Linked DNA regions of Gossypium hirsutum: regions 1, 2 and 4 are each linked to region 3. A link is a contact called in public Hi-C data. All regions are on one chromosome and are shown on one strand. The core of a region is the stretch at or near the end of the contact, and the rest is flanking DNA. Distances in the headings are between cores, read along the strand shown.

Evidence for each region. A called contact is a pair of places that touch in the nucleus more often than the background predicts.
Region 1: a Hi-C map of leaf shows a contact between it and region 3, with 3 times the contacts expected there. The contact joins the promoter of LOC107888709 here to the promoter of LOC107902149 in region 3. A contact is called at or near these places in 15 of 34 Hi-C or Micro-C datasets (callus, hypocotyl, leaf and 2 more).
Region 2: a contact with region 3 is called in a Hi-C map of leaf, with 3 times the contacts expected there. The contact joins the promoter of LOC107888699 here to the promoter of LOC107902149 in region 3. A contact is called at or near these places in 5 of 34 Hi-C or Micro-C datasets (all in leaf).
Region 4: a Hi-C map of leaf shows a contact between it and region 3, with 5 times the contacts expected there. The contact joins the promoter of LOC107888701 here to the promoter of LOC107902149 in region 3. A contact is called at or near these places in 4 of 34 Hi-C or Micro-C datasets (all in leaf).

Annotation. Positions count from the first base shown.
Region 1 is chrA09:14,960,405-14,967,045 of Gossypium_hirsutum_v2.1, reverse strand. LOC107888709 (serine/threonine protein phosphatase 2A 57 kDa regulatory subunit B' theta isoform) reads left to right here and starts at 2,164. Exons shown (of 4, transcript XM_016812886.2): 1 at 2,164-2,516; 2 at 2,662-2,789; 3 at 3,066-4,483; 4 at 4,715-5,373. The coding sequence starts at 3,269. The coding sequence ends at 5,074. LOC107888708 (AUGMIN subunit 6) reads left to right here. Exons shown (of 13, transcript XM_016812885.2): 12 at 1-221; 13 at 392-637. The coding sequence ends at 432.
Region 2 is chrA09:15,032,443-15,038,228 of Gossypium_hirsutum_v2.1, reverse strand. LOC107888699 (glucose-6-phosphate 1-dehydrogenase, cytoplasmic isoform) reads right to left here and starts at 4,342. Exons shown (of 16, transcript XM_016812871.2): 1 at 4,056-4,342; 2 at 3,338-3,544; 3 at 3,173-3,258; 4 at 2,838-2,898; 5 at 2,561-2,747; 6 at 2,330-2,487; 7 at 2,179-2,247; 8 at 1,995-2,053; 9 at 1,859-1,895; 10 at 1,673-1,744; 11 at 1,322-1,469; 12 at 1,147-1,242; 13 at 955-1,025; 14 at 724-839; 2 more. The coding sequence starts at 3,508. The coding sequence ends at 265.
Region 3 is chrA09:14,580,586-14,586,741 of Gossypium_hirsutum_v2.1, reverse strand. LOC107902149 reads left to right here and starts at 1,930. Exons shown (of 16, transcript XM_016828372.2): 1 at 1,930-2,142; 2 at 2,207-2,301; 3 at 2,385-2,498; 4 at 2,753-2,857; 5 at 3,005-3,076; 6 at 3,575-3,687; 7 at 4,048-4,182; 8 at 4,445-4,513; 9 at 4,886-4,973; 10 at 5,058-5,129; 11 at 5,244-5,344; 12 at 5,663-5,780; 13 at 6,006-6,065. The coding sequence starts at 2,046.
Region 4 is chrA09:15,050,902-15,056,673 of Gossypium_hirsutum_v2.1, reverse strand. LOC107888701 (glyceraldehyde-3-phosphate dehydrogenase 2, cytosolic) reads right to left here and starts at 2,221. Exons shown (of 11, transcript XM_016812878.2): 1 at 1,971-2,221; 2 at 1,800-1,900; 3 at 1,262-1,377; 4 at 1,052-1,151; 5 at 773-919; 6 at 622-682; 7 at 448-545; 8 at 162-304; 9 at 1-61. The coding sequence starts at 1,998.

The sequences.
Region 1 (6,641 bases), core at 915-3,414, 380 kb before region 3:
TGGGAGTCATAACTATGATGACTTACCGCAAACGTTGAACAATCTAGATTCTCTTAATGATTACGATCAAGTAAATGGATTTCTCTCTGCCGCTGCTTCAAGTTCTGCAACTTCTGATGGACAATCATTTTTTGACATGGATGATGCTCAAGATCAGGTCTTCTCTCCTCCTTTGCTGATGGACATGTCCTTGTTAGCCGATACTTATGAGGATTTGCTCGGTATGTTGTTTTTATTGAAAACTAATACTATTATATAGCCTCGATGTAGGCGCTGTACTATAAGTGTGTAATAATCTAATGCCACCATGGTTCCACTTTTTTAGCGGAGTTTTGTTCGTTTTCTACCTCCTCATGAGGTCGTATTTGATTTGGAGGTTTGTTTTGTGCAGCTCCACTTTCAGAAACAGAAGCTGCTTTGATGGAGCATTGAAACCAGGGATTGGACAATTCCATTCGGATATGGTTTTGGTTTTGGGTCCTTGGTTTGGATGTCCAGCACTCACCCATTGCTTTGTTGTTCAACACGATGCTTGTATGTACTTTTGAGAGACAGATCCACGATGAAGCCTTGATTATTGCGATTATTTTGTAACCAACTGAAGTTTAAAGAAAATTTATATAATTTTTGCCCACAATGCAAGCCTTTTGGTACTGACAGGTACTTTGGCAAGATGGCTCGTTGAAGTTTCTCGATTTATGAAAGGTAAATCGAGATTATTTAGCTTATCCTTTAACATCATGATATGTTTTAAAAGCGAAATTCATTAGATGTTGTTGTCAATTTTTGTATGCAGAAAGTTATAGATGACGTTCATTGCTTTGCTTGCAAAGGAGTTTTGTTGACTTTGTAAGTTTTAGATTAATGTGTTGTTGTCCATTTCAGGGCCTGCAATTACTTCTTTTCAATGTACCTGTAGCGAAGGAATTAATCACTGTTATTGGCGGTAAACACCTTAATTTAAAAAAAAGAAAACAAAGAGTACCTGCGATACATACCTTTCCAAGGGTTAAGTATATTAGATTTTCTTAAATTATAATCAAGTTTTAGTTTGGTTTTTAAAATTTAAAACTTGTTTCAATTAAAATTTTGAATTAAAATAGTATTTCAACAAAGTCTTTTAGATAACTTAATCGTAACATTTAAAAAAAATTATCTTTTCATACATGTTCAAAAAAATCAAGTCAAAGCCAGGATTTATTTTCCTTTTATATAATATTTAGTTCCACTTATGATTTTCGAAAAACATGCTTAAAGGTATTTAAATTTATGTTTTCATAATTATGATCACAATAGTTATCAAATGAGAAAAATCTCAATTGATAACTAAACTAATAATTATACTATTGAAGGGTTTCATTGCAACTATAGTACAGGAAAAAAATGAAATTATTTGATATTTAAGACTAATTAAGTTATAATGATAAATTTAACATTTTCTTTTGTTGTTTTGATCTTAATTCTTTTATTATTTTAATCCCTTAACCTTTAAAATTTAATCAATTTATTTTTTGGAGGGAAAAATTGATGGAACACTTAGAAGTTTAATGATATTGATGTGGTAACCCTTGTAATAGTCTATGTATACTTCATAAAAATTCAAAAAATATAACATGTAGATTGTCACATGTGTTGCTACATTAATATCATTAAAAGTTTAACAATTTAACTAAAATTTAAAAGTTGAAAGCCAAAGTGATTCAAAAAAGAAAAGAATCAAAATGACAAAAAATATAAATTTTAGGAGCTGCATTTGTTATTATACCTTAATTTAAATAAATTATATCTTTATAAACCTTCATCTATGTGAGATGAACAGTTTGGGGTTTTTACATATTAAAGGGAAATGAAAGGTTTGAAGAAAATTTTAATGGTAATAATGTTGTAAGCTATCTAAGATTATAATTCAAGTTTGTAATGATTTTAAACAGCTCACAAAAGATAAATACAAAAAGAAAAGATACATTATAGTTTCTACGGCACGCGCCAAAGTGCACGTGAGGTCCTTTGCCCGACCAGAATGGAAAACTGTGCTAAAGCCGGAAGAAAAGATGGAAGCTTTGGCCTTTAGATGATAACCGTGGACAACAATGGATCTGTCAAGTCTTTAAAAATTACCACTCGAGTTGAGTAGCGCGTGGGAATATTAAACTATCATTTTTGTTGTATTTCTCATTTTTAATATTCTCCATCTTCATCCGGGAGAAAATCAAAAGTGAAAAAAAAGTGTGAGCTTTGAGATTGAAAATGAAATTTTGCTGAGAAGATTTAGAAAAAGATTAAATCTTTACTAAAATAAAAAAAAATAGAGATATGGGTTTAAGTTAAACAATTATTTTCCACAAAAGAAAGAAAAGAAAAAAAGGAAAACTAAAACACCACCAACAACAGCCAAAGGTTGTTTCATGGATGATGTTTTTCTTCTTTTTCCTAAATCCCTCATTTTTTTTTCTTTAAATTCTAAAATCTCTATCTCTCTGTGTGAGAAAGAAAGGAGTAGCTCAACTATCTCTTTTGTAAGTAGACAGATTTTACCCTCTTTTTTTTTTGTTCATATTTTTGTTTCCTCACCTTTTCTTGGTTTTGCACCAAAGCTCTTTTTCTTTCTTCATATTAGTTAGAGTTTTATTTTGGGTTATGTTCTTTTGGATAATTTTGTAGGTTGCTTTTGTTGGAAAATGCTGTTTGGGATTTTAAGATCAAACCCAGATCTTGTTACCTTTCGGTCAACCTTAATGCTTTTGTTAATCTTTGGAAGCTACGGAAAAATAGAGCCAAGGGGAACACAGGTGGAAATTCTTTGCCCCTTTTCATTCTTTAAAGTTATGTAGCCTGAAAATTAAAGCTTTTAGCTGAATTTCATGGCTTTAATGGGTGATCAAATTGGGTACTTTTGTTTATTGTTTTAGGCATACGGTTTCTTTATCTATCTATCTATCTATCTATCTATCTATCTATCTATCTATATCTCAAAGTGATGCATGCTTTGCCATCTATTTGCTAATTGGGGCTTTTGTTTTAGTTGATTGATGTTCTCTATCTTGGACTTGTTTTATGTGTTTTAGATTTTTTTCAACATATGAAGTTTGGTTGATGTTGTTAAGGCAAACAATGAAGCTTCTCTGTTGAGGAATTTGAGTAATAACTCATTTTATTGAGGATGGAGTCCCATATTTATGGCTGGGTTGACTCATTGTCCACTTCGAGTATGATGATACTGCATTTTCTTTGAGGGGTTTTCTTTTTCATATCGAGGTTTTAAGTTACGATGATCAAACAAATACTTAATAGGCTCCCACGGAAACCATCTAAGTCGAGTGACAATCGTGAGGGAGGAGGAACCTCTACTTCATCATCAAATGCTTCTACCAGTTCAAGAAGCAGTGATCAAGTTAGTAACCGCTATGCAAACTCTAGCAGTTCGTCCTTTTCCAGCTCTAGTTCTCCAAATTCTGGGTTGAATCAAGGTAACAAGTTTTCTCAAGTGGTGAATACGAAACTGAATGGGAATATGGTTACCACTTCTTTTGAGGCTTTACCTAGTTTTAGAGATGTACCGAATTCTGAGAAGCAGAACTTGCTTATCCGAAAACTGAACTTGTGTTGCATCGTGTTTGACTTCACTGACCCGACAAAAAACCTCAAAGAGAAGGATCTCAAGCGGCAAACCTTACATGAGCTTGTGGATTATGTTTCATCTGCTAATGGAAAATTCTCGGAGATTGTTATGCAAGAAATCGTGAAGATGGTATCTGTAAATTTGTTTAGAGCGCTAACATCTCAGCCCCGTGAGAACAAGGTTTTAGAAGCATTTGATTTGGAAGAAGAAGAACCCTCGATGGACCCTGCGTGGCCTCATTTGCAAGTTGTTTATGAATTTCTATTGAGATTTGTGGCATCACCCGAGACAGATGCAAAATTGGCCAAGCGGTATATTGATCATTCTTTTGTTCTAAGGCTGTTAGATCTTTTCGATTCAGAGGACCCCAGAGAAAGGGAGTATCTTAAAACCGTTCTGCATCGTATCTACGGAAAATTTATGGTCCATCGTCCATTCATCAGGAAGGCAATCAATAACATCTTTTACCGCTTTATTTTCGAAACTGAAAAACATAACGGAATCGCAGAGCTTCTAGAAATACTGGGAAGTATAATCAATGGGTTTGCTTTGCCATTGAAGGAAGAACATAAGCTCTTTCTTGTCCGTGCACTGATACCGCTTCATAAACCAAAGTGTATACCCATGTACCACCAGCAGTTATCTTACTGCATTACTCAATTCGTGGAGAAGGACTGCAAGCTTGCCGAAACCGTTATACGGGGGTTGCTAAAGTATTGGCCAATCACAAATAGCTCGAAAGAAGTCATGTTCTTAGGTGAACTGGAGGAAGTTTTAGAAGCCACACAACCTGCCGAGTTTCAACGCTGCATGGTACCCTTGTTCCGTCAGATAGGCCGTTGCTTGAGTAGTTCCCATTTTCAGGTAGGGATTTCCTCGTTTCTCTACTTGCAACTTTAGCTTCTTTTCCGTATGAATGTCCCTTAACAGAATATGCCTAGATAAGTGAATTGAATTTTGAAACAAGGGGAACTCATCAATATGAGTTAAAGGCTTTATTGTCTGGCGATATCTGGACATTGTTGCTATGTGAAACTGTATCGAGTCGGCTATGCTAGCATGAAATATGTCCTTGTGTTTATAATTTGTTTGTAGGTGGCAGAGAGGGCTTTATTCTTATGGAACAATGATCATATCGAGAGTCTAATAAGACAGAACCGGAAAGTTATACTTCCAATTATTTTCCCATCCTTGGAGAAGAACGCAAGAAACCACTGGAACCAGGCAGTGGAGAGTTTGACTTTAAACGTCCGAAAGATTTTCTCCGCCACTGACCCTGAGCTCTTTGAGGAGTGCTTGCGCAAGTTTAAGGAAGACGAAGCACAAGAGAACGAGGTTAAATCAAAACGTGAAGCAACATGGAAACGGTTAGAAGAGATTGCTGCAATGAAAGCTGCAAGTAATGAACCGGTGCTTATCTCCCCAAAAGCAACTACCCGCAAGCCATCTGGTTAGGAACAAGTTATTGCCATTTTAGTTGCAGATGTTCGATGTCAAGATTGGTATTGCAAGCCATCGGTAGGTGGACATATATGATGAAGCCGAGTTTTTCGTTGTACCAAACAGGATTTTGATTTCTCAGGGATTCATCAAAGATTTGATGCTATGTGGGGGTAATCTAAACCCCTTTTGCTCATATATACATAGCATGTGTATATAATGTATCGAGGGGCAAAAGATAAAAAGAAAGTTTGATTTGTCTTGTAAAGTTGACATCTTTTTCCATTCATAAATCTTCAAGATCTGTCTTTTTATTTTTTGTTTTGGATCAATGTTATTTGCTTATAGCTATTTCATTTGCATTAACATTTTTTTATTCTTGAAATCCGCTTTGATGGTTCCGTATAAACATTTAAAAGCACTTTGAAACCAAGCCGACTATTAAGAGGTTTAGTTAATGGTTGAGGTATAATAGATTTACCATCTAGGTACCACAAAAAACCTTCTTTGAATAATAGTTATTTATTGTAGAACAAAGTTATTTAAATATTAGATTAATTGCATCATATTTTTCAATGATCTAAACTTTGATTTTTTTTTATTTGAATATAGCAAAAAAATTTATATATTAATATAAGTTAATTCTCATAATATGTTTTTTTTATAGGAATCTCAACATCAATGACTGCCGAGCTATGATTTGTGCGGCCAAGTTTTTTAAGCTCTATTGCAATTAGGTCAATTATTATGAAATGATTAGTAGGACCTTGACATCCATAGGTATTGAGTTATCCATATATATATTTTTTTAAATCCTAATATGTAATAGATTGTGTATCTTATAACAATTATGGATAATATTTAAAATTTATAAAAGTGTAAATTATAATATTAATGTTTTCATTCATTCATTTTTTTTAAATGAGAGAATATCGGTAATTTAAATTGACCTCGTCACCTATGGGTGTTAAGGTCCTATTAAAAGCTCTAGTGGAACCCTAACACTAGAACCTATGAATAACTTGTAGCAGCCCAATTTCGGTGAAGTCGGAACAGTGGTTTCGAGACTACAAATCCTAGTTAATAATAAAAATAAATTTATTTTATTTTATGGTTGGCATCATGATAGGAAGGTCACATGAAACTTTTGATACGACAATTTTATCGATTGTGTGGTTAATTAGGTAAAGGACTAAATTGCATAAAATGCAAAAGTTGGATTCTAGTAGCTATAGGTATCAAATAGCTATGGAATTCAAAACTTAAGGTCCTTATATGGTAATTAGACCATTGGAGAGGAGTTAGTAGATATTTTAATGACTCATCCTTGGAAAAATTAGAAAAGGCAAGGGACTAAATTGGAAACCACTAAAATTAAACGATGGAAATTAAATAAAAAGAAATATTCATCTAATTTTATATCATCTTCCCCAAAATTTCTATGGAAATCCTAGGAGAGAGGAAGACAACTTACCAAGCTTGAAAATGTATGAAATCAAGTCCTGTTTTTAATGATTTTTATGTTTTTGAAACCGAGATAGTCCAATCTCTCTATTTAGAGGATTAATTTGAAAAGTTATCA
Region 2 (5,786 bases), core at 3,093-5,592, 450 kb before region 3:
AAAATAAACAGGTTTGGAAGAGCTTTTTATTCCGGGGTCTAGTTAACCCGATCGGAACCATTCCGAATACAATATTGGATCATACTCTACACACGGTACATCAAATATGTAGGGTAACAAGCTCTTAGGCTTACAGTATTTTCGAAACTCGCTACAACCGGCAGGCCTGGTTATTCGATGTGTTACAAAGAGGCCTTTAACCAAACCTCAACTTATATGTAGATGGTGATGGTGATGGAAAACCACTAGCTAGACAGCAAGTTTCTACAAGGTGGGAGGAATCCAAATATATCCATGTGTTTGAACGTAACCGGCTTTCTCCAAAAGCTCATCCGCTTCTGCTGGTCCACGGCTGCCTGCTTGGTATGGAATCGGTTTCATTTCACCGTTGTCAATTCTATGTAGAAGAGGCGTGAAAATCTCCCATGCTGCCTGATGAACAAAGCAATATGAATGTTACAGATTGAATCCCTTATAAATTATCTTCTTCCAGAGTATATACAAATTCTTACCTTCAACTCGTCTCTACGAACAAAATGCTGTTGATCACCTCTTATCCTACATAACCAAAAAAAGTTCTGCTGTTCATTACACAGGAAACATAAAACCAGAAAACGAAACTAGTTATCATAGTTTGTGATCCACATTACCAAACCTACCAGCTGTAAGGGTAAGCATTGCAAACAATAATATTTCAAGGATAAAAATGGGCAAGGATCATAAGTGTCGAGAATGAGACGTTCATAAGCCTCTGGGATCGTAACACCTTGATAGCGTTGCCTGTATGACAAGTCTAGTTCACTTTGAACTGTTGACATCTCCAGTCCAGGCTGCTTCACCTGCATCGGTGATGAAGTACTAGTCAATATGCAAGTTTAGCAGAGGAACATATATGCAGTGTTTTTAAAGTTTATAATAGCTTTCAGATCGACACAATAAGATTATAAAACTCACCATTAGCTTCATGTACATGGCTTCAGAAGGTTGCAGGCGGATGACGAACTCATTTCTCCCTTGCTTTTTACCTGAATAAAGATTCATCACATCTCTTCATGATTTTATCGAAGAGACTACATAAGCAGTTCGGTGGGAATAAGCAATAATATAAGCAAAGTTACAAAGAATCTTAAAGATTTATTGTTATACATTTGAATATATCACCAGGAACATCCTTAAATTGAACACGAATCTCCGCCTTTCTCGAATTCAATGCTTTCCCTGCCTTTAGTATAAAGGGAACACCTGGAAACAAACCAATAATTCAAATTAGCTAATCTGATGAGAAATTTAAATTAAATTTAAGCTTGTATAGAATTATTACCTTCCCATCTTTCGTTGTGTATACGGAGAATAACAGTTGCAAACGTTGGGGTGTTTGAGTGATCAGGAACTGTCGGATCATCTCTGTAACCTTCATATTGTCCGAGTACAACCTCTTCGTCTTTAATTGGAAGTACCGATTGAAGAACCTGGATTTCATATGGTAATCAGCATATGGTAAAGAAAGCGCAAACTTAGAGCGCCTAAAATATAAGGAAAAATAGAAATTAGGTGCGTTACATCAAGCATATACTACTTCAAAATGGATAGGAACATAATTGGCTTGTTTTGCAGGCATAGTTATGAAACAACTACAGTCACTTCCTAAAGTATGGAGTTATAAGATGCACACCTTCACTTTTTCATCACGAATGCGCTCAGGTTTGAGAGATACAGGCTTCTCCATAGCAACAAGACAAAGGACCTGCAGTTGGTATGAACTCGATAAATAAGTAGGCTAATGGTACATAGCATGTTTTTCCTCCAGCTTGTTTTTGTTTCGGTAAAGATCTAAGGCACTTCAGTTTATAACAATTACCTGCAACAGGTGATTTTGGATAATATCGCGGATAATGCTGCACAAAGAGCACAAAAGGAAAATGAACTAAGAAGCAAATACTTAACATAGAAATCACATACAAGATGCTAGGGAAAATAAATGATATCAAACACACCCGTATTCATCAAAATATCCACCTCGACCTTCAGTTCCAAAGTCCTCTCTGAACACAATCTACCCGAAGAAACGAAGAAAATAGAGATTAATATTCAAAAGAATAATCATAATTTATTAACAAAGCTCCGACAGTCCACCAATGGTGTGAACATCTGCAATATCCTAAACAAAAGGATACTCACCTGTACATTATCAATGTTGTCACGATTCCAAAGGGGTAAGAAGAAGCGATTTGCAAAACGAAGAACCAGCTGCAGGTGCCACAAAGCCAGATTTGAGCCGAGCTGATAAAGAAATCAAGAAATACAAAGCGACTGTTTACACATTCATTACCAGGTTCTGGACCAATTCCTTTCCCAAATAGTGATCAATACGGTAAATTTGTGGTTCATCAAACAACTCGCCAATCTGGGAACTTAGTTCCTCTGCAGAGCCTAAATCTCTTCCAAATGGTTTCTCAACAACAATCCGAGTCCATCCGCCAAGATTAGCTGGAAAACAAGACATACATAAGATATTGTCTTCTAATCATGGAGGAGAACTTTGAGGAACAAAAGCACCTACATTTTTTCATGCAGTATCTCCTGATCATCCTGCAAACAGATGGATATACTGATGGTGGAAGAGCGAGATAAAAGAGCCTCCGAGATGACCCTTCTAGGCTATTTTTCGAGGTTTCATGCTTTGAAATCTCCTTGTCTAACATTTGAAAGCCCTCTGCGGCATCATATGATCCGCTTACATATTTAATCTGCAAATCATAACAATCGCTAGTTAAAAGCTAAGAAGCAAAAACAATAGGAGTGAAGCATGTTGAACATATAACTAGGCTTGTACTGACCAGCTGTAAGAACTTTGATACATCTTTTGATGGTGAAGCACTCCTTTCACTCACAAGATATCTGCCATTTCAATTATTCATAAATTAACGCAATTTGGCTAAAGTGTGAGCAACTATTCATTAAGCATCCGACCTAAAACCAAGCAATAATAATGGAAGGAGTTGACTTTAATACTAAACAGATGTGGGATACCACTACTTAACACTCAACCTCACGTAGGGGCAGTCAACCACACATGGGGTTAGGTAGGAAGAATAACATAACAAACTCTGGAATCTGATACCATGTTAAGCATTGGACTAAAACCGATTAGTAATAGGTGGAGACGTCTCACCCACGAATGCGATTTCTCAATTCGTCATCTGAAATCTTAGTCCTTGCATAGCCGAAAATGTGCACCTCAATTGGTGGCAGAAATCCCTGCATACACACAATTACCATCTAAGGTTAGCCTTATCAGGGAAGCCAAAGTTGATCAATGAATCTAAAACACTTGAACCTGGCAATAAAGATGAAAGAGAGCAGGGAAAGTCTTCTTTTTGGCAAGATCACCAGAGGCACCAAGAACAATAATTGAAAGGCACCCAATTTCCGGCACAGTCTCATTGCCTACAAGCGTTTCACTCTTGAAACTATCTCGTTTTTGAAGGCACCATTCACCTGATCCCATCTTCTAAGCTTTGCCTTTCTTTGTTTCTTTTATGACCTGTACTCAAAGAAATGTAAGCTGTACGCAAAACAAAAAGACTTCATTTTTGCTCAACTTTTATCAACAACATGCAAAAGAAAGGTTAAAGAAAATTACAAACTTTTCAAAAGAAACAAATTCTAAATGAAATACTCAAAACTCGACTCAGAATCCAAATCAAAGGAGAAAACCAATGAAATTAAGCTCAATAAAATCACGTTTTGCCCATATATCTATTAAATGATTTGATTAATCTGCCAAAACTGAAACAGAGCGTGACATAAGAGTTCACTTTCACTCAACTAAATGACAATTGGCTTAATAAAGATATGAAATCAAAGGTTTGTGAAGAACATGCAAAAGAAACATACAAAAAAATATGCAAACTTTTCATTGCATGGATCCCATAAAGAAACAGACTTTACATTAAAAACTCAAAACCCAGATCAAATGAGAAAACCAATCATATCAATAAAACCATGTTTGGGAAGAAAGAATGAAGAACCTGAGATAAAGAAGTGAAACAAACCTTGAAAGCAGGATTCAAAGAACAATGAAACCTGAGAATTGTAAAGAAAGAAAGAGAGGCAGATATATAGAGCGAGAGTGGTTGGTATGAGTTTGGTGTTAAGGTTTGAAAAGTGGGCGTCAGAGCTTGAGGTTATATTGCAGTCTTTGTATCGCTCTTGTTGTTCTGTCACCAACTCCCCTTGTCTCAATGTGTGGGATCTTTTTCTTACCAGCCGCCGTAGTTAAACACCAACTTGTCTTTTCCTTTCCATATTTTCCACCTTCATTCTCCGTATTTATGTCCATGCCCCTCCAACTTTGTTCTCAATATATTTATAACCGTTAATTTAAAATATAGCTAAAATGGGCTCATAGTTTTTGCATACTTTAGTAATATCTTTTTCATTTTGGGCTGAAACAAAAAAAATCCCAAAGGAGTATATTGTAAATACGAAAAATATACGGTGACGACTGACGACGTTATAAAGAAATCCAATTTACTATTGGCGCTAACAAAATTGCGAATCAAATGAACCCCCAAAAAGAAAAGAAAAGAAAATTGAGAATAATAAAAAGGCGACGCCCCTTTCTAACCGTCGCTGTCCAATAAAATAAAGATCGGATCAGAATTTTTTTTCCACGTGATGAACGGCCTTGATTTGACGAATCCAGTTAAGATCGTGGGTGTTAAGAGGAGGTTGAATGTATCAATTTCAATAATTTCATTAAAGGAGAAAATAATGCATCACCCTACTTCATGTCTTTATAATGCGAAATTATCCATCCTGTAATTTTAAAGAAAAAAATAGCTACCACTAAGTGGTAGTTGAGTCCATTTTGTGTAACCATTATTATTGGGATGAACTTATTTTTTGAATGAATTCTGTACATATAGGAATCCAATGACTAAATCATGGACTTCCACTTCCTTGGTCAGAATTCAACAAAATGCGTCAACAAATAACCTCATCAATATAAGTATGTCCGTGGAATTTATGTATTAAAATTTTTAAATAAAATTAAATTGTAGAGTTAATATTTATTAATTAAAAATTTTCATGGTTCAATTTTAAACGAAATACTTCATTTGCAAAATCATTAAATTTTCAAAATATTAATTATATTAAATAGTAAATGAACATTTATTTAAACAATAAATACTAATTTTGTTGAAAATTAATCTTATTTAATTTTTTTAATAATATAAGGACTAAATTGGGTCAATTAATAATAGACAAAAGAAAGTGCAAATAATAGTCAGTTAGATAATGGATATCAAAATATATAAATTTTGTAAATATAAGAATTAAATTAGATAATAAAAAAAACTTAAGTATCATATTAGAAAAAATATCAAATTTAAATAAAAAATTATTTATTAATATAAAAAGAATTTAATATCTAAAATATCAATTTTAACATGAATTACTATACATAAAAAATAATTTTTAGAATATTGTTTGTTTGTATCAAAATTTGTAGTAATATTTCGTCAATACTATTATTAATTACTGACATTATATATGTTTATTTAACATAAAGTTTCTACAACAAAACAAATAATTTAACGAAAATTATTTCATAAATATAAATCACATTTATCGTGCCATGAGTTGCTGGTAATTTTCTTCGAAATATCTAGAACATGAAAAGAAGATATTAGATAATTATTGGTTAAATTAATAATATGATTAAAATAATAGTAAATTCAAAAGTAATGTTTTAATATATAAAAAAATAAGTTTAAAAA
Region 3 (6,156 bases), core at 681-3,180:
TAAATTGTATTTCATTCAAAGAAGATTCAATATCTAATTTACACTTTTTAGGATCACCAAATATCTTTTTATTCTATCTTTGCAAAGATGAACTATTGATTTTAAATTTACAAATCAAGAGAAAGATGATCCTGCAATGCTAGGTAAGCCCGTTCTTGATACTTTTGAGGTTCTAGATGAAACAATAAATTAAACTCCATTTAAAAAAAATTATAAAATGTAATACAATAAAAACTGAAAATTTTTTGGGACCTTAAGAAATAAAGCATTTATAATAAAAAATTGAAAGCAGTAAGTATTTAATTAATTTATTTTAATTTAAAATATTTTTTCTCACATTAAAAATTAAAAATATTTTTTTAGACTTTTTTTAATTTTGTACCCTAAGCGATTGTACTCTTAAACAACTCACGATTGGGCCTGATGCAATTGCTCCAAGCATTACTAACAATGTCATGGCACTAGAGGTGGGTAATCCACATTGCTTCGAAACAGTAAGGCCTTCGTTGAAAAGACCATTCGTTAAGAGGTTAAAGGTAAAGCATAACGAATTAGTGAAGGCTCTATTAAGCCTTTCCAATACAGCGTCTTGGCCTTGCCAGTTATCGGCCCACGTATAGTAGGAGTCTTTGATATTTATATAATCATATGTTTAATACAATATAATTTTAAGGTTTATAACAGTCATAAATGCAATTACAAAAACTGCATCTGAATAATAATATTTTTTAAATAATATATGTAAGTTTATATTAAATTATAATTACTTATATGTTAGCACATAAACCAGAATAAATATGTACTGAGAATTCATATAAGATTTATATAAAGTGAGATTGAAATATGAAATCTTAAAATTCTCAAGGTCTATTAATCTAATATTAATAATTTTGGGATAAATTCGTTTTTTTTTCTTTCTTACTTTATTTTTTACTTTTATATTTTAATAAAAAAATCCACTAAAACCTTTTAAATAACAATAACTAATTAATTTTACATAAATATAATTTAATAAACTTATCTCAAGAGTAATATATAATTGAATCAAATATAAATTTAAAATACTTAATTTTAATTTAAATTAAATATTTTTTTAAAAAAGAAATAAAATATATTTAATTTTATAATACTTTAATACTTAACATTTTCATTACTTTATATTTAAAAATGTAAAAAATAAATAAAATAAAATAATACATAAATAAATAATAGGCAAATTACACCATTAATCACTAAAATATGGATAAGTTATCGGTTTGATCATTTAACTAAAAAATTTACAATTTGATCACTTAAATATTTGAAAGTTTTCATTTAAGTCATTAAACTATTCAAAAGTTTTTATGTAAGTCATTAGGTAATTAAGTTTTTATTTTTTAATTACGCTAATGAACTCTAAACAACGATTCGATAAACGAGATGGTGAATTAGTACTCATCAATAAGTATAAAAATATACCTTAGAAGAATATATTAAAAATGATTGATTGGTTAGTTGTGAATAGAGAAATGCAACGATTTTAAGAGTCCCAAGACTTAATTGAAAACTTTTAAATAATTTTGTAATTAAATTAAAACGTTTTAATTTAAGTGATCATAATAAAAATTTACCATTAATGATATAATTGACCTAAATAATAAATATATTTTACACTGACCCTCTTTTATCCTAAAAAGTAAATTCCCTCTTGTCAAAGAAATTTCAACTAAATTTCAGCTGATTTTTTTTTTTTTTGTCAATAAAAATTCAGCTGGATTGTACGCTCGAAAAATCAAGCTTGTCATATATCTCTAAATAATGATTCAACTTTTTTCGCGATATTAACTATTAACAAGAGCGAAAGCCAACAAAGGTTAAAGAGGGGATATTTCCCTCCGCCTAATTTAATCTATAGGGATTAAATTGCATTTTTCGATATAACAGAGGGACTTCCGGCATACTTTAACCTTCTTCATCTCAATCTCAGAAAGTCATATACTTCTTTCTATTTTCTTCATCCTTTCTTTCGGTTTGGCCTTTGAATCCCAAACTCACACTTCTCTGCAATGGGCAGCAAAAACAAGGATGTAATTCGACTAGAGCGTGAAGCCGTCATTCCCATTCTCAAGCCCAAGCTCATCATGACTTTGGCCAACCTTATTGGTATGCTTCCCATTTCTCCACTTCCTCTCTTTACTTGAGTCTTTACTGTTTTCATGTGTTGCAGAACATAGTTCTGATCGGGCTGAGTTTCTGAAGTTCTGCAAGAGAGTGGAGTACACAATACGATCTTGGTATCTTCTCCAGTTTGAAGATTTAATGGTATTGCTAACATATTCCTTCAACCATTTTTGTTCGTGTTTCTTTCCTTTTGTTCTAATTTTAGTTTCAATTCATGTTCACAGCAATTATACTCCCTCTTTGACCCTGTAAATGGGGCTCGGAAATTGCAGCAGCAAAATTTATCTTCTGAAGAAGTAGATGTACTTGAACAGAATTTCTTGACATATTTATTTCAGGTGTTCTTCTTCTCCTTCTTCTTCTTGTTGTTGTTTCTTCCAAAACCCCAAATTGGAACAGGAATTCACAATGCTGTCACTGAAATATATATTAAGTCTGTATAATAACAAGCTGATGACTTGAATTTCGTTTATGTTTAGTGTGTCTCTGATGTTTTCCCTAACATGACTAAACTTGAATACGACAACTGCTACTCTTTTTTATTACAAATTTCGCATTACATTGCAATTTGAAATTCCCTTTGGTGTCACAGGTGATGGAGAAGAGTAATTTTAAGATAGCTACTGATGAGGAGATTGATGTTGCACATGCAGGGCAATATCTTCTTAATCTTCCCATAACAGTTGATGAATCTAAGGTCATCTGCAACTTAGTGTGTTTTGTATATTATCATGGCCGTTTGTTAAGTCTTTATTTGAATATATAGTGTGTGTTTTGTTCTGTGCTATTAAGTTTCATTTTTTTTTTTATATTTATCTTGACCTTTTGTTTTCACTGAATGCAGATTGACAAGACACTTTTGAAGAGATATTTTTCAGAGCACCCCCAACCAAACCTCCCAGATTTTGCTGATAAGGTTGTGGTTACAATTTAGAATGGAAGGTGCATCATTGTTTATTTTGTTTCAGATAGCCACTAGTAGGTAGAAGGTTCTCTTTTCTTGAGTTCAACATGCAACAAAATCAATAATGATGAAACTGAAAGGATTTTGATTTTGAACTTATTTCCTTTATTGTGCCTTTAGTTTGCACTAGTTTGTTTTTTCTCTTAGTATTTTTCATGTGGTGTTTGCTATGTATTTGTATGATTAGATGGACCAGAGTCCAGAGACTTGCTTTGGTTAATGGCACAATATTATGCTTGAGACCCGTGTAAGATGATTTTCACAATTATTTTGTACATGCTATCCAATTACTATAAAGATATAATATATTCATAAAATTTATTACAAATTCAGAGCCATTTCAATACCATACCATCGAAGAAACTTAGCAGATGTTTGTTTGTACATATTTGATTCAGATGTATTAGTTGATCTCTCTCTGAAGCAAAGCATAATTCTTTTTGTCTTTAGTACATCATCTTCAGACGTGGGATAGGAATTGATCGTACAACTGATTACTTTTTCATGGAGAAGGTAGACATGATTATTGCACGTCTTTGGGCCTTTCTCTTAAGACTAACCCGGTGAGTATGTTTAGGGAAATCATTACCTTTTATGAGTTGTTATGGTATATTATTGGTTAAAGCACTTTTAGATGCAGCTGCTTAGAGGTAATTTGAAATTAAACCTACGGAATGTAATTTAACAAACTTTTTGCCAACTCGAAATATCTTGGAATTATTATGATTGGCGGGTTGAGCTAACGTTTGGCCAATCTGCGGTCTTCACTTATTAAGAGTCTTAAATAGTTAATTTACTGCGCAAAATACAGAGTTGAACATGAGATGCTTTTAGTATTCTATCTTCTCTTCCTTATAAACTTGACTTTTTGTAAATTTTCTTTCTCTTCCTTTTAATGCGTTCCAGATATATGATCCTTGCAGGTTGGAAAAGCTTTTGAACAGAAGATCAAGAGGACGAAATAAGAAAGAGCCAGCGAAGGATGATGAAATTAACCCTGAAACGGACAGTGAAGATTTGTATGTTGAACGGATCCGTCTTGAAAATATGGACCTAAGGTTGTGAAGTTTATTTTGGAGGACAGTATTTATTCATGAACATATATACCATATATTGTATGGTAGCTTTCTAAGCAACTTGAAATATGCTTTCCTTGCCATCATCATTATATTTCGAATTAGTCCAGAAAATTTTCAAATTTCATGCAACTACTTCTTGATCTTTATGTTTAAGTTTTAGCACTAATATTTGTGTATTTCTTTCCTCTTGAATTTCTGGTGATGTCGTTGCTCAATAACTTGCTTATTCTGTATTAAGCAGCATCAATAACTTGGTGGGCAAGACTACGATCCAAGAGCCTACTTTTGATAGGATAATTGTTGTTTACAGGTACTGCATGTTGCATCTTAGCATGCAAGTTTCCAGCTGAGATTAATTAGAAATTGTCAATGGTGTCTTTCTTACTTAATTGATGTGGATATATTAGACAGCCAGATTGTTGGTCTATTTTATTTCGAGGTTGAACATATTGATTGCTGGAAGAGTATTCTGAAAGTACCTTAGGTTCTTAATCTCTTGGTCTTGAGAGAATGATCTTTGTTTAGAAAGAAAAAAGAAAGGAAAAGGGCACCATGACAGAAATTTTATTTTCTTTAGGAAAAAAGGCTAAACTACCCTTTGATCTAGTGTCTTTCTAAATTAGTTTAATAAATATCGTGAAGAGCAATTCATAGAAATCTAAGAAGTGAGGTGAACTTCCAGGAAAGCAAGTGCCAAACCAAATATGGATCGAGGGATATATGTAAAACATTTCAAAAATATTCCAATGGCGGATCTGGAAATAGTCCTTGTAAGTCTCTCTTAGCTCTTTGCTTAAAGCTTTTATACAGCATGTGATCATGCGTATGATATTCTTTTTGTTTCCTTTTACCAGCCTGAAAAGAAAAGTCCTGGATTAACTCCTATGGACTGGGTCACGTTCCTTGCCTCTGCTGTTGTGGGGCTGGTCAGTTAAGCAATGATGTTTCTCTGTCACCTGTTCTTGTCTTTCCACCATTGTTTCTTCTCCGCCTGGTATTCATATTGATTGAATGCATTATTACTGTGTCTTTATGCACAGGTTACTTTGTTTAGTTCTCTTCAAATGCCTGAAGCTGATCTCTGGGTCATTTTTGCCATTTTGTCAGCTGTGATTGGTTACTGTGCCAAGATATATTTCTCGTATGTTTTCCTCCATCTTTCGTTAATACATGTAATTGGTTACTGTGTCTTTATTCATATTGATTGAATGCACTATTTCTCGTATGTTTTCCTCCATATTAATGCATGTGGAAGCCCCATTATTGTGGGACTCGATCTTGATGGATCCATTCAGAAATATAAGTCGGTAAAGGGATGTCTTCTTAATTATGTGTTGTTCCACATGCCTCTGGTTGGTTTTCTAGGCTGATATATTTAATTACTCAGTGTCTCGTTTGCTTTATGTGTTTCAATTGTTTGACCAATTAATGATGATATTATTTTCATATTGCCATTTAGGTTTCAAGCAAACATGGCTACATATCAGAATTTAATAACACAGTCCATGTATGACAAACAACTCGATAGTGGAAGGGGTACTTTACTTCACTTGTGTGATGATGTAATTCAACAGGAAGTAAGTTGCATTTTTTTTGGGTTCCTTTCTCCCTTTATCTTTCTTGTGTCAGAAATTTTAGTACATTTTCTTGCTGAAAGCAAAGAAAATATAGTATCTATTTCTCTGTTGTGTAGTTCATATAAGATATGATGTTGAACTTTGAGTCTTTCAAATGAGCTTACTTTTTGTTTATTTTCATTTTTGTTCCACTTCCTTTATTCTGAACAACACCCTTGTCCGCAGGTGAAAGAGGTAATCATCTCGTTCTTTATACTAATGGAGCAAGGTAAAGCCACCATGGAGGTACACATAATTGGTTTTTCTTCATTTCTCGTTTTATAGATATTCCTCAATTTGACAAGTTTTTTATTCAGGTCCCCTTTTTTAGTCCATA
Region 4 (5,772 bases), core at 972-3,471, 470 kb before region 3:
TGATACCAAGTCTTCATCTACGTAGCCAAGAATTCCTTTTAAATTAGTTTCAGATTCCGCCCTACATAAAAATATATATTATTTAGGTACATTATATAGATAATATTATATTCTGAAATATTAAAAATATCATTACAATATAAAAATATTCTAATCCTTACTTGATAGTGGCCTTGATATCTTCATAAGAAGCCTTCTTCTCAAGCCTAACCGTGAGGTCAACTACAGAGACATCAACTGTGGGAACACGGAATGCCATTCCAGTCAGCTTGCCATTCAATGATGGCAACACTTTGCCAACAGCCTATACAATTACAATATAAACTGTCAAACTTCGAATCCAACGACTATTTAAAAATAATAAAGACAGTCATTGTTGATCATAATACATTTATTCAAAGGTGAATACAGTTATTAGTATTTGAAAATCTAAAGATGATTATATACCTTGGCAGCTCCAGTGCTGCTAGGAATGATATTGAACGAAGCAGCTCTACCACCTCTCCAGTCCTTCATTGATGGACCATCAACGGTCTTTTGAGTAGCTGAAGTGAAGAGACTAATCAATAAACAATACATACGGATAGCAACAGAAAGCAATAAAACACCATATATACTTACCAGTAATCGAATGGACAGTGGTCATAAGACCCTCAACAATGCCAAATTTGTCATGGATGACCTGCCACCATGTTTACAAGACCATTATTACCATGAAGATAAAACTATTTGTCAGAAGCTCCAAAACAAATAAAAGGGAAACCACTATTACCTTAGCCAATGGAGCAAGGCAGTTGGTAGTGCAGCTAGCATTGGATACAATGTGAAGGTCAGGCTTGTATTCCTTCTCATTGACACCCACAACAAACATGGGAGCATCCTTACTGGGAGCAGAGATGATTACCTTCTTTGCACCACCCTAAAAAGTGAAAAAGCATAGATCAGATGAGAATACCATACACGAAGATAAGAAGAAGAAAATCAAGTTCCAAACACAACTTTTGGGGGCCTTAACTCCAAAAAAGCATAGGATCAAATTATTATCACAAACCTTCAAATGGGCAGCAGCTTTGTCCTTGTCAGTGAAAACACCAGTAGACTCAACGACATAATCAGCTCCAGTCTCACCCCAAGGGATTTCTTCAGGGTTTCTGGCATAAATCAAAAGCCAATAAAAAAAATAGCTCCTAAATGGAAAACTCACCATGTTCCTCAAGTCAATTACAACAACCCATTTTGAAAAAGAAACACATGATATCACCTGATGCCGAAAACAGTGACAGGCTTTTCACCAAAGAGAAGGGTTTTTGAGTCCTTCACCTTAAGCTCATGGTGCTTCCATTGACCGTGAACACTGTCATACTTAAACATGTAGGTCTGTACAAATACAATTATCAAATCACATCAATAATTAAATCGTTAAAAAAACTGATTAAAACGGTTCTTCATTTTTCATCCTTTCTTTTCAAATTAGACACAAGATTCGCTCACTAAAAAAAACCTAAGCAGAACCAGTAAGTTTATAATAAATCTCTTAAAGATCGAACAAGAAATACATCAGTTTACCAGTTGAAATTTAAACTATTTCATCATGCTCTGTTAGGTAACACTAAAAGTTCAAGAATCATATCACAAGAAAGAAAGAAAGAAAAAAATTCAAATCATCACTCATCTCAGAGCAGAGAAGATCAGATCAGCTTTCTTAAAACTAAAACCAATATAATACAAACATGCACGGAGACTAATGCCAAAACCTAGTAAATAAGTGAGAAATAGGAAGGAAAATACAGTGTACGAACCATGTAATCGGTGGTGATGAAAGGATCGTTAACAGCAACGAGCTCAACATCTTCACTTTGGAGAGCAACTCTGGCAACCAAACGCCCGATCCTTCCAAATCCTTCACCAAACAGAAAAAGAAAATCAGATCCATAATTTAAAAACAAAATCAATAATAATAATAATAGTACCGTTGATTCCGATCTTGATCTTCCCCATATCGAAAGAAGCGAAAAAAAACAAATCTCTGAAAAAAAATACGACGGCAAAAGAACGGAAGTAAAGGAAGTGAGAATTGAGAGGAAAAAATGAGTAAAAAGGAGGGTTGTTTATATACGAGAGGAAGTGTTGGTGACAGAATGATAGAAAAGGGCAAATGACGGAGATTCTCACGAGGAAAGTGGGGTCGTAGCTCACGTGTCACTTGGATGATGATGAGAAGAAGAAGAAGCAAGGGTAAAAACGTAAAATCAAAGAGTACAGTGCAGAATGAATAAATCCATAAATGAATTAATGATCTTCTTTTCTTCTTAAGTCTATCAGTCAAGTTCGTCACGTCTGATTATATCTTCTAGGACTAATCTGTTTTTGAAAAATAGGAATCGACTTTTTAAAATGAAAGTTTAGAGTTTCTAAGCTGTCGAAATTATTTTTTTAAAAAACGGGAATCGACTGTTTAAAACGAAATTTTAAAGTTGCCACCGATCCTTTTTGATGGAGTGTGATCGGGTCACCTCAAAACGTGGTCGTTTTTCAATAAACAGATTGATTTATCAAAACAACAATTTTGGTCTGCGAAAATTGGAAAAACAGGTTTGGGAGTCGATTACGTGCGAGGAAGGGTTATCACTCTTGTCACGCCCAAATTTAGTACCTAATTGATTATTCAGTGTCTTAATGTTGAAAATTAAAAATTTGACAAGAGTTTAAAATATGATTCCTCTTAGTGTTAATGTTTTTTTGAAGTATTTGGATGAATTAAAACGTATGCCAATGACCGTTTCATCTTAAGATAAAATGTTATATCCAGTACGTTAGGACACAACACATCGACCCTCGATTATGAGCTTGCCTTCTATTTCATTTAAAACACATGTATTTAAATTTTAAAAAGGATATTTGGATATTTAGATCAAACGGAAAATCGAAACCCAGTATGTTAGGGCACGACTACTCGAATTTTTAAATACGGAATATTGCCTTTATGTTATTTAAAACTCATGTATTTTATTTTAAAAGGATAATCGGTTACTTAGATCAAACGAAAAACTGAAACCTAGTACGTTAGGACACGATTTCTTGAATTTCCAAGTATCGAATATTGCCTTTACTTGAAAAATCTAGACAAAAATAATAATAAATAAAATAATATAGAGATAAAAGATAGAATAACAAAGAAAATTCGAATAAAAATTTAATTTAATTCGGGAGGGGGAAAATAAACACACGTACAACAAAATATTGAATGAAATAGTTTAAAAATAGGACGGATAATAAAAATAATAGTAATAATAATTTAAAAAATAATGGAAATGATATTAAAAAAAATAAATATAATGATGATAATAGTGTTAATAATAATAATAATAAAATAATAATAAACAAACGACATATTAATGATAATAGAAAATAATGATAATAATAACGGAAGTAATGAAAATAATAATAATAGAAACAATAGTATAAAAGTAATAATAAAATAGAAAAATGAAAATAATAAAAATAGAAACAATAGTATAAAAGTAATAATAAAATAGAAAATAACAATGATACACTAATAATAATAATATACGTGCTAATAACAATAATAATATAAAAAAAATAATATTATATTGATAAAAATAATAATAGTAAGTTAATAATAATAGTAATAAAAAGGTAAAAAAATAATAAAATAATAAAAATACTATTACGTTACTATTAATAATGATAATAAATCAGTAATAGTATATAGAATAATAGTAAAAGTAATAAAATAATAATAATAATAATAATAACAATATTAAAAATAACACTCTTCCCTTCCCTTCTAAATTTGGCCATCGGTCTGGCCTTGCTCTGGTCACCGAACCTCCACGCGCCGCCATCGGCACCACTGTACACGACGGCCGAACCTAAAAAAAAACCCTTTTTCGGTAATTTCAAAATGGATAAGCTTCTTCCCCTTATTTTTACTTCTTATGTAAAAAATAAAATAAAATTGAAAGATAAAATAAAATAAACAAGGAACTTAAAACGAGAATTGACGAAAAAAGCACCTCTTTTGGTTTGATTTTTGATTAATCTCGTGTATTTCTTGTATCGAAAGTCTCTCTTTTTCTTGTATTCGAGACTCTCTCCTTTTTTCTCCAAAAAAAAGAACTCCTATTACAATAGTTTTGAATGGCTTTTATAGCCAAATTTTACAACTTGTTTGCTAACCGATTGCCTCTTTCTTTTTGTAGGCAAGTAGGGTGATGGAGTTAGTGGTTGGTTTAGTGGTTAGTTTAGTGAAGTGTTAATTGGACTGTTAATTTATTTGGTGTTTTAGGCTCTGCTTGTTGGGCCCGGGTAAAATTTGAGCTCTACAACAATTATACAAAGTATATTAATGTAATTTGTAAATTTGTTTTATTAACTAATCTATTAGTAAAAAAATTACAAATTTACAAACGAATATATTACACCCAAGGCACCAGATCCAACAACCCTAACAATGACCCCAATTGTTACATATCACTCTTTTGAAAGTAACCTCACATACAAGCAAAGAGATCATTTTCCGAAAGTCATTTTTAGTGAAACAAATGGAACCTAATTTGTTTTAATCTGTATAAGAGTTTAATTGTACAATCTTCCTAGGAAACATTGCATCCTTATGGGATACTAAATCCTTCAAAAATTTTAATATAATTTCTCTATCTAAAGAGCCATATAAGTAGATTGTAACAACATTTATTAAATACATATAAACTACAAAATTAATAAGATATTTAAAAGTGATTGCATCCCCACAAAAGAATATTATATCTTTCATAGTGAATGTCATGATTTTTGCAAAAACCCTTATATTAAAAATTAGGTTTTATACCTTAAAACTTCAATTTTTTTCATTTCATTTTCACAAAACTATCAATTCGGCCTACTGATTTTACACCTTTTATCCAATATTTTCACAATTTGTAAGTGGATTTAATTCTATGAATTGAGCTTTTTATTTTGACCAATCATTCAAATGTCTATATTAGAGGATAGATTTAGGTAATATTATATATATAAATGTTGTCGGCAATTTTTTCATTTTGATTATATATTTTATCGTATTGATATAATGTATCAAAATCTTTAATTATTTTCGTTTTCATTTTCAAATACTTAAATCTCTTTTTGAGTTCCCTAATTAGTTATATCTTGAATTTCTTCAACAACATTCGCTTCTGTGATTATAATTTTTTTTTCTTTCATTTTCTTTTCTTTTATTAAAATTTTCATGTTTGAAATCTAATCAATTGATTAACCATGCTTGAGGTATGCGTTACTTTCATTTGCTTTAATATGTGATGCATCTGTGTTTGTCTCTCTTAACCCTGTCAAGTCAAGGCATGGAGATCATCTTTTGTGTACAACCACAGTGCCAATGGTTTTGCACTCAACTTCAGTTTGAAGGCACAATTCATTCCCTGCCAACAAACACAAGGATTTGTACGACAGCTTCTGATGAACAATTTTGCAATTTCATTATATGAAATGCTCAAGTTAAGTACCTTAAATACCCTTATCGAGACGGAGAGCATGATTTCCTAAAAGGATGTCCTCATCCTCTAACTAAACACTTGTTTAGTTCATCACCTAGACAAAGACAACTGCTTCGTTAGTTGTACCTACAGTACCCTTGATCAAGTTCCAAGAATAAAATCAAAAATGAGAGGAAGAAGAAACCTTAGTGACAGTAATGACCGGAATGTCACCACCATGATCTAATGCCTGATCTGGTTTAGCTGTTGACCGGTAACC